Linked DNA regions of Mus musculus: regions 2 and 3 are each linked to region 1. A link is a contact called in public HiChIP or PLAC-seq data. All regions are on one chromosome and are shown on one strand. The core of a region is the stretch at or near the end of the contact, and the rest is flanking DNA. Distances in the headings are between cores, read along the strand shown.

What was found. HiChIP or PLAC-seq counts read pairs in DNA pulled down with a chosen protein or histone mark.
Region 2: an H3K4me3 HiChIP or PLAC-seq map of embryonic stem cells shows a contact between it and region 1, with 11 times the contacts expected there. The contact joins two enhancer-like sites. A contact is called at or near these places in 5 of 115 datasets of contacts at active chromatin or transcription factors (embryonic stem cells, epiblast stem cells, extraembryonic endoderm stem cells and 1 more) and 2 of 9 other capture datasets (adipose tissue and pancreatic islet).
Region 3: an H3K4me3 HiChIP or PLAC-seq map of embryonic stem cells shows a contact between it and region 1, with 4 times the contacts expected there. The contact joins two enhancer-like sites. A contact is called at or near these places in 3 of 115 datasets of contacts at active chromatin or transcription factors (double positive thymocytes, embryonic stem cells and stem cell-derived neural progenitor cells).

The regions. Positions count from the first base shown.
Region 1 is chr4:146,908,038-146,911,363 of GRCm38.p6, reverse strand. All of the region lies in intron 6 of Zfp993 (zinc finger protein 845), which reads right to left. Among named protein-coding and RNA genes, the nearest start is that of Gm21411, 8.5 kb to the right of the region's middle. Within about 2 kb of position 1,768, at least 20 of the 459 cell types and tissues checked have an H3K27ac peak or open chromatin away from gene starts, as enhancers often do. A contact at or near this core is called in embryonic stem cells, where this site is marked.
Region 2 is chr4:146,054,013-146,057,338 of GRCm38.p6, reverse strand. No RefSeq gene overlaps it. Among named protein-coding and RNA genes, the nearest start is that of Zfp987, 42 kb to the left of the region's middle. Within about 2 kb of position 1,793, at least 10 of the 459 cell types and tissues checked have an H3K27ac peak or open chromatin away from gene starts, as enhancers often do. A contact at or near this core is called in embryonic stem cells, where this site is marked.
Region 3 is chr4:147,534,588-147,537,913 of GRCm38.p6, reverse strand. No RefSeq gene overlaps it. Among named protein-coding and RNA genes, the nearest start is that of Zfp985, 17 kb to the left of the region's middle. Within about 2 kb of position 1,538, at least 7 of the 459 cell types and tissues checked have an H3K27ac peak or open chromatin away from gene starts, as enhancers often do. A contact at or near this core is called in embryonic stem cells, where this site is marked.

The DNA of each region.
Region 1 (3,326 bases), core at 519-3,018:
AGACACAAACATGGAGACAGAAGGCAGACACACAGGAAGAGATATATACAAGGCAGCATTCAGCAAGTTACAGGTTTAGATTAACTGACTAGACACCCAGGGGATGGAAGCCTTAGATAACAGGTAGTAGAGAATTCAACTTTGGACTCAGACTTAGTTAAATTATCTCTGAGGGAAAGGTTATTGATTCTTTTCTTAACTCATGTGCATTATTAATCACCAGTGTGGTTAATCTGTACATATATGCAGAATCAATTAACTTGTGAACTTGTGACATAATTTTTCTTTCTTTCTTTCTTTTTTTTTTTAACATAAGCACAATATGGGAAAATATAAAACTCACCACAATGGGTAACAAGGTGTCCATGGGCTCAGAACCCTGTTCTCTAAAGAAAGACCATCAGGTCTAGACTTGTGCTTCTGAGCTCTTACTTCCATGCTGGCCTAGAATCCATTTTTAACCTCTCACAGTCATCACAACAGGTTTTGAACCTCAGAGGTCACAAGAGAATCCTGGAACTCATTACTTTCATGAAAGAGTTGACTTCCAGCCATATTCTCTAAGGTGACTTGGGTAATTCTCCAGTCTCCTTTCCACAGCCTATGAAGATATGCATGGGTATACATAGAATATTATAGAGCACAATCAGGGAATCTTCTATGAACAAATGGCTAAACAGTTCAGTATGTATTGTAGGTCTCTTTCTATTTTTTCCTTCCTTCCTTCCTTCCTTCCTTCCTTCCTTCCTTCCTTCCTTCCTTCTTTCCTTTCTTTATTCTTTCTTTCTTTTGCCAAATATCTAAACACTTTTTGAAAGGAATTTTTCTTTATTGCCTCACCCTTCAAGCAGTAAATAATATTGTGCCTAAACCTAACATCATTTTATTCATCATTTTCTTTGACTAAGGTATCCAATTCCTCTACATTTTGTCCTAGTCTAATAATCTGTCTCTCACACGTTCTCTATGAGTTATTATTATTTGCCTTACTGCATTTTCTTTTCAGGATCTTTTCCTTGTTTATTTCTAAGCACATATTGAACTCAATTTTCATATCCTACGTTGTCCTCCTTTCCTTTAGGCATTTGCTATTATTCTTTAGCCCAAGAATCATTTTGTTCCTGTTCTCTTTCAGTTGATATATGTGGTTTACACACTTTAATCTCTTTGATAATGACTCTGGGTTTTCTATTCTTTACCTAGGATATCATGTAAATTGCTATCTTTATAAGATACATACACAGTTGATAGTTTGAGCCAAAGACATTTTATCTTAACTTTACTTTGTTTTGGGTATTGAGCATCAGAATTCAGAGGGACTGCTTAATTGTGTGCATTTTTAGCCCAGGAGGATAGACTCCCATTGTGAGAAGTTAGGCAGGATCCGTTGTATCTGAAGGATTCAGAACCCAGGTGCAGTGTCTTACTACATTCAGTTCTGGTCTAGTCTGGCAGCAACCTTGTGGGAAGCTGAGGAGAGTAGATCCTGAGAAGTTGTGTTTCCACAACAGAGTTGGAGGAGTGGTTCCTGATGGGGAGGTTGGGCCTCCTACATGATTAGATAAGTTTAAGAAAAAGACAAAATAAAAACAAAGAATCAATCAATCAATGAATTAAATAAGCAAGCAAGCAAAAATCCAAACCAACAAAAATTGCTCTGAAGAACCGGGAAGCTAATTAATTAAAAAGTCCTGAAGTAGGTGGGCTTAGAAGAATGGCAGGAAGCTGCTGAGTATTGGGCGGGTCCAGAAGGAGTGGCTCTGAGGAACCTAGATTTCCGCCATTCCAGCATTCTCAATGTTTCTCGGCTGCCTCGTGGTCAGGAAGTCGTGGAGGGAGACTAGTGCCTAGTGTTTGCGGAACCTGAAAACTTCCTTAAGCTGCAGTTGCTGTGCTGGCCTCCTAGGATATTCAGCAGCTGGTCCTGTCACCTGCCAGGTCAGAGGAGCTTTTGTGCTGGGAAACGGGCAGGAGCAGGGCAGGCGCGTGGAGCAGGGGTGCGTTTTCTGCCACTCTTACAATTCTGTTGTGGATATCTTACCATTATCAGGAAGTTTTAGTTCCTGTGAATTGAGTTTATGGTGATGTTTTAATTGATTTTATGGTTGCCAGAATATTTTTATAAAACAACCCTGTACATCCTTGGCCCTCTGTGGAGTTTGTATACCGGGAGGGTTGTTTTTGCAAAGGCCTTAATAAAGTTCCTCGAATTCAATGCTTTCTTAACTCCCCTGTTCCTCAATTTGCCATTTAATTTCCCTTTCTCTAGGGAACTGAGTAGGCATCCCGAGAGAGCTTTGTAGGTATTTGTCATATGGGGACCAGTGCAGATTTGATAGAATTAGAAAATATTCCTTATAAAGCACCATCGTATGGCTGTAAATATTATCATTAACCAAGCAAAGTTATATTCTCCGTTAGCTGAACACAGAGGTATATGCATACTTTGATGTAAATACATCATTGAGAAATGTGTCTACATATGCTTTGTTATTAGTGTCACACCTTAGGTTTGAATAAAACATGAAGACAGGATTGCAGCAAGGTACTTGTGAGGAGAAATTTCCTTAAGGAAATGAGGACAACATAGGATATGAAAATTGAATTCAATAGGTGGTTATAAATACAAAGAAAGGAAAAGAAAAAAGAAAAGAAAAGAAGACCCTGAAAAGAAAATGCTGTAAGGTGAATAATAATCATTCATAGAGAATGTGTGTGAGACAGATTATCAGACTTGAAGATATATAGTAGGTTCTGTTAAACCTGAGTGTCGCCAGAGAAAAACCAATTCCTCCATGTGGGCCAGGTTTATCAAATAATACATCCTGACCAAGTGATAGATTTTGGTCACATGCTACAGGCATTTTATAGGCCATTGTACTTTCCTATGAGGCTTTATCATTTTCCTAACAAATGCAACCTACAGCACTTCAAGAAGATACCTGGTTCTTGTGCTGGTGGTAAGGTTAATTTTTGGCATTTTAGTGAATTCAGAGATATCTGGTTGGGTCCAGACTGAACCAGGCCATCAGGTGGGGGAGGGGAATTGAGGATGTGATAGAGAATAGAGGGGCAGGTCTAGAGATAACCAGCAGCCAAGAAAGCACCTATCCAACTATGACTTCATTGATATGTTAACAGGTACCCCAGGTAGCCATTCTTCCTGAATTTCTTTGAATTTTTCCAAGGTTCAGCCTACCATGCTGTGCGGTGATGATTTCAGGAGTAGATATTTTAATAAGTGGAAAATTTTCAATGGATTTTTGTTTGTTTGTTTGTTTTTGGATATTGGTTTTTTCGAGACAGGGTTTCTCTGTGTAGTCCTG
Region 2 (3,326 bases), core at 544-3,043, 850 kb after region 1:
ATACCATTTGGAAAGAAAAAAATAGTGATTTTTCTATTTTCAGATGATATGATAGTATATATATGTGATCCAAAAAAATTCTACCAAAATGTTACATTGATAAATGTAGCAAAGTGTCTGCATACACAATTGACTTGAAGAAATCATTAGTTCTGCTCCACACAAATAAACAGGCTGATAAACAGCCTGAAAAAGAAGTTAGGGAAACAGAACACTTCACATTAGCCATACAGAAATAAATAAATAAATGAATAAATGAATAAATAAATAAATAAATAAATAAATAAATAAAATGCATTCACATTTCTCTAAGTAAGCAAGTGAAAAGCTACATGGCAAGAAATTCAAGTATCTGAAGAAAGAAACAGGAAAATATCAGAAGTTGGAAATACCTCCCTTGCTCATATATCAATAGGATAAACATAATGAATATGTCCATCTTACCAAAAAGAAACTTAGAGATTCAGTGCAATTCCCTTCAAAATTCCAGCACAATTCTTCACAGATTTTGAAAGAAAAAATCGCAACTTCATATGGAAAAGCAAAAAAACACAGGATAGATAAAATATTTCTGAACAACAACAAAAAGAACTTCTGGAGGCATCAATATCTGTAATTTTAAGCTTTACAGCACAAAAATTAGTAATAAAATTTTGCACGGTACTGGTATAGAACTAGATAGGTGGATCATTGGAATTCAATAGAACACACAATAATAAACCCACTCACCTACGGACACAATTATTGGCAAAGAAGCTAAAACCATACATTGAAAGTGGAGAGCATCTTCTATGAATGATGTGGTCTAACTGGATGTCTTCATGCAGTAAAATGCATATAGATCCATATTTATCACCCTGCATATCACTCAAGTCCAAATGAATCAAAGACCTCATTATGAATCTATACACATCTAAATTAATAGAACAAAAAGTGGGGAATAGCCTTGAACTCATTGGAATAGAAAACAACTTCCTTAATAGAACACCCATAGCCCTGATACTAAGGTCAAGAATTAATAAATGGAACATCATAAATGTGAAACCCTTCTGTAAGTCAAAAGACAGCATGATCAGGATACCTATAGATTAGGCAAATATCTTCACTTGTTCTACATACAATCGTCAAGGATTCCTGCTTCTAAGTAGAATGAGGGGAGACTTGTGTGAGGGGTTATAGGGAGAAGAGGAAGGGCTGATATTGTGATCTAGTGTGAGCAAATAACTTCAATCTAAAAGATACACATGAAGAATAGGAAGACCTTCATTTACATGGAAAATAGAAAATAGAAGCATGACATGTGAATATGCATGTACTGCTTGCAAGGTGAAATGATGATTGTCTAAAGAATTCTCCAAATATTTCAGACCAAAAAAGTATAGAAATTTGAATTGTCCTAATTTTACAATGCATTACAATTATCATTTCTATGTTTATTAACATACACAGAGGTATGAATAGAGTGGTGATCTCATCATTCATATGCACAGTTCAATAAATTATAAAATCCCTAATATTTATTCTTATATAGAAAGTCAATTACATGGTCATTAGGAAAATCTTGAAGATAAATCTTGAAATAGGAAAATAATATTTAAAATAGTTTCATACAAAATTGATTATACAGACAGAATATGAAGAAGAAAATTCATACCATATTTTTCCATACATTTTCAATGATTTCTTTTTTTTTTAATTTTAGCAGAGTTTTACCTCTTTACAGAGCATATGTGTAATATGCTCTGTGCTGTTGCTAACTGGACTCAGAAAAAGGCATCAGATGTCCCAAACTGACATTTAGGGTGGTTGACAGGCACCATGGGGGTCAGGCATTGAACAAGTTTTCTATTTAAAAGATGGTGTTAGCTCCCTTGTCAAAGATCAAGTGACCATAGGTGTGTGGGTTCATTTCTGGGTCTTCAATTCTATTCCTTTGGTCTACCTATCTGTCGCTATACCAGTACCATGCAGTTTTAAATCACAATTGCTCTGTAGTACCGCTTTAGGTCAGGCATGGTGATTCCACCAGAGATTCTTTTATCATTGAGAAGAGTTTTTCCTATCCTAGGTTTTTGTTATTCAAGATGAATTTGCAGATTGTCCTTTCTAATTCTTTGCAGAATTGAGTTGGAATTTTGATGGGGATTACATTGAATCTGATTGCTTTCAGCAAAATAGCCATTTTTACTATATTGACCCTGCCAATCCATAAGGATGGGAGATCTTTCCATCTTCTGATTTCTTCTTTGATTTCTTTCTTCAAAGACTTGAAATTCTTATCATACAGATCTTTCACTACCTTAGTTAGAGTCACACCAAGGTACTTTATATTATTTGTGACTATTGTGAAGGGTGTTGTTTCCCTAATTTCTTTCTCAGCCTGTTTATTCTTTGTGTAGAGAAAAGCCATTGATTTGTTTGAGTTAATTTTATTTCCAGCTACTTCACTGAAGCTGTTTATCAGGTGTAGGGGTTCTCTGGTGGAATGTTTAGGGTCACTTATATATACTATCATATCATTTGTAAATAGTGATATGTTGACTTCTTCCTTTCCAATTTGTATTCCCTTGATCTCCTTTTGTTGTCAAATTGCTCTGGCTAGGACTTCAAGTACTATATTGAATAGGTTGGGAGAAAGTGGGCAGCCTTGACACTGCCAATAAGACAAAAAGGCCACCAACAAACTGGGAAAAAATCTTTACCAATCCTAAATCAGATAGGGGAGGATTATCCAATATATATAAAGAACTCAAGAAAATGGACTCCAGAAAATTTTAAAAAAAAATTTAAAAATGGGGCTCAGAACTAAACAAAGAATTCTCAACAGAGGAATATGGAATGGCTGAGAAGCACCTAGAAAAATGTTCAACATCCTTAATCATTGGGGAAATGCAAATCAAAACAACCCTGAGATTCCACTCACACCACTCAGAATGGCTAAGATCAAAAGTTCAGGTGACAGCAGATGCTGGAGAGGATGTGGAGAAAGAGGAACACTGTTCCATTGTTGGTAGGATTGCAAGCTTATACAAACACTCTGGAAATCAGTCTGGCGGTTTCTCAGAAAATTGGACATAGTACTACCGGAGGATCCAGCAATACCTCTCCTGGGCATATATCCAGAAGATGTTCTAACTGGTAATAAGAACACATGGTCCACTATGTTCATAGCAGCCTTATTTATAATAGCCAGAAGCTGGAAAAAACCCAGATGTCCCTCAACAGAGGAATGGATACAGAAAATTTGGAACATTTGCACAATGGAGTACTACTCAGCAGTTAAAAACAATGAATTTATGAAATTCTTAGGCAAATGGATGGATCTG
Region 3 (3,326 bases), core at 289-2,788, 630 kb before region 1:
TGTGGGAGAGGTAGGGCAGTAGTATCCCTGGCACAAAGTTCATGCCATGTGTCCTGTGGAGGTGGGAGGTTTGCAGCTAACACCAAGCTTTCAGATGCCTGCAATAGACTCCTCCTCCTCACCATGACGTGAGTTTGCCAAGGCTAAGATAGCTGGAGAAGAGGCAGTTACAGACACATATACACTTCCCTATTCCTAACAATATTTTTTGTGAGTAGCAATAACTTCCTCTATGGAAAAACTTTTAAATTAGTTATAACGTCAATAAGAATCATAACAAAAGTGGTGGTGGGGAACTATACCAGAATGCCACTCCCACTCAAGTAAAAACTCTGTGGCAGGCCCAAAGGCTTGGCCTCAGTCCTGAGGCATAAATTTTCAAGGAACTTGTCTCCCGGAATGATTCTGGTGTCCCATAAACAAATATGTCTCAGATTCATCCTTGCTATACTTGGTGAATGGTTCTGTGTGCTTTCTTTCAGTATTATTTTATTATAGGTGCCTCCAAGGAATGATTTGTCAAATACCTAAATTAGGTTGAACTTTCCTTCCTGGCCTTCACCAATGTCCTAGGCAGTCCTTGAGCCAACCCTGGGCTTAGAATTTAGTAACTATGACCTATTCAGATGAATTGACTCCAGTTTTGAAGGAGATATATTGAAAGAAATAAGGCATTACTATCTACTACATAGAGTTAGAAAATTCAGGGCAAGCTTAAGAAAGTAAGTTTAGAATTCTTATTATAGTTATGTATGGCAGACTACATTACTTAATAGAAGAAAGTTCCCCACAAAATCACTTAGAATAACAGCCAATTCACTACCATATACAGGAATTTACAATGGTTTAGGAAGAAGATCCTACTGTGGTTGAAGGAGGAACTAGAGTATTGCATTATTCATGAGAACATTAGCTAGAGCAGAATTCCCTAGCACATACTTTCACTAGCCCAGAGGAATAGCATAGCTAGGTATTTACTAAGAGCTGTGTGGTGGTAGGATAAACAATAAATCAGAATTAGAACTATGGCTTGTACATGAAAGCCCTTGCCACAGGAGCATAATGACCTCATACATGGCTTCTAAGAATACAGCTGACCTGAGATAGAGCTGACTTTGTCTCAGTTCTTACATTGACTAGTTCCTGACAGTCTTTATGTATGCATTCTTCTGTTTTGTGTAAAGAGTCATTAAGAATCGGGTAACCTCAGCGTACCTTGAGTGATGCGTCACCTCACTTCCTTATTTTCTTCTGTATTATAAGGATGATGCTCACTTTGAGAACTTACATTCAGATCAACACTCCCTTGTGTTCTTGTCTGATTGACACTCGACACCGACTCCTTGCCCACCTGAATACTGAAACCCTGATCTCCTGAATGTTGAGGGACCACCTGAGTTCAGTCTGTGTCACCCGAATTCGCCATGAATTTCCTGGCTTGAAAGAAAACCCTCATCCATGTATCAGGCTCTCAAACGTTCTCAGAGCAATGCATGGGGATAGAACTCCTGCCTCAGTCCAGAGGGTTTCCAGAACAGAGAAACTGACATTCATGCCACTGATGAAAAGGAACCACCTAAGAGATTTTATTTGGGGTTCCCTTAAGTGGGAAGGAAGTCTACCAATGGCCAGATGAGACACAGGGGTAAATTAATAAGAAAGGGGAGAATTGTGGAAGGAGGAAAGTGTATGTTGGACTCAGTTGTCTTGTGCTTAGTGGGAGACTTCCATGGCTTCCATGGTAGTGAGGCCATGGCTCTGGGCCCACATGGTTTGCACAATGGAGGAATGTCATGGGTGTGTGTGAAGGGTAGTCCTTGTTGTGGATTGCCCTGGTGCTGTTTGTATTTTGATGCTAATTCTGCTTCCTCAAATGGAGCTGCCCCAAGGAGGAGTGGATCACATTCTCTGGTGATTTAATGTGAAACTTCTCCCCATTTAAATTGGTCAAATTGGTCAAATAAAGACTGAAGCCTGTGATTGGGCAGTGGAAGGAAAACGTGGGGCTGGAGGTTTTAGAAAGGGAGAAGAGGGGAAGGAGGAGAGGCAGACAAGGAAACAAAGAAGATAGTGGAAGATGGAAGAAAAGGAGGTGGAAGGAAGATGGAGCAAAACCACGTGGCCTGGTGAAGCCACAAGTAGCAAGGGATCTACACTTCTAGACAGTATTTATCCAAAGATGGCCTGCATCTTAGTTATCTTAATTTCAACTCATTTCCCTCGAGGAATTCCCATGCAGAGGGAAGATAAATTAGAATGAATATTTGCCGGGCAGTGGTAGCAAATGACTTTGATCCTAGCACTTGGGATGCAGAAGCAGGCAGACTTCTGAGTTCAAGGCCAGCCCGATCTACATAGTGAGTTCCAGGAAAGCTAGCACTATACAGGGAAACAGGCTCAAAAACAAACAAACAAATAAATATATGAATTTAAAAAAATAAAAGAATGGATATTTTTAGCACATAAACAGCGTAAGAAAACCCTACATGGAGAAGGTCTTTGAATTTATACTAAAAGGAAAAAAAAATGAGACTTTGACAATTAGTTGGAACGGACCCAACTAAAATCGTGGTACCTTTTAATAATGCAGAGATTGCCTCCTTATGGCCACAAGGTGAATCTTGGTAAAGAACATGCAGTAACTTCTTGGAGAGATTAAAAACAGATACTATAAAAGTATGATTTCATTTCATAAAAAGAACTACTTGGATTCTCCCTCATAAAATAAAGGAAATTCCATTATCTGGAGCCCCTACATTTTACGCTGAGGCCAATAAATCAGGAAAGGCAGGACATAAATCAGAAGATGTAGGGTACTGAATATTCTTATAAATCTGATCAAATATCTGAATTATGTGCAATACTCATGGTGTTGTCAGATTCTGAAGAGTCTCTTAATATAGTAACTGACTCTCAATATGCAGAAAGGGTTGCTTTTCCAATACAGACTGTTGATCTTATTCAGGATGAATCTGAATTGACTTCACTATTTCTTCAGCTAGCACAATTGATAAGAAATAGGAGTCATTCACTATATATAACACACATAAGATCGCATACAGGTTTGCCAGGCCCTCTGTCACAAGGTGATAATGAAATTGACCAGCTATTGATAGAAAGAACAAAAGAGGCTTTAGAATTTCATAAAAAATCATGTTAACAGCAAAGTTTTAAAGAAAGAGCTAAGGAAAATGTGAGGCAATGTCCTACTTGCTCATTATACAATCAAATTCTATTACCTTCAGGAACTAAGCATAAGGGTATGAAAAAAATGTCCTTTGGCAAATGGATGTATTCCATTTTACAAAGTTTGGTAAACTGAAATG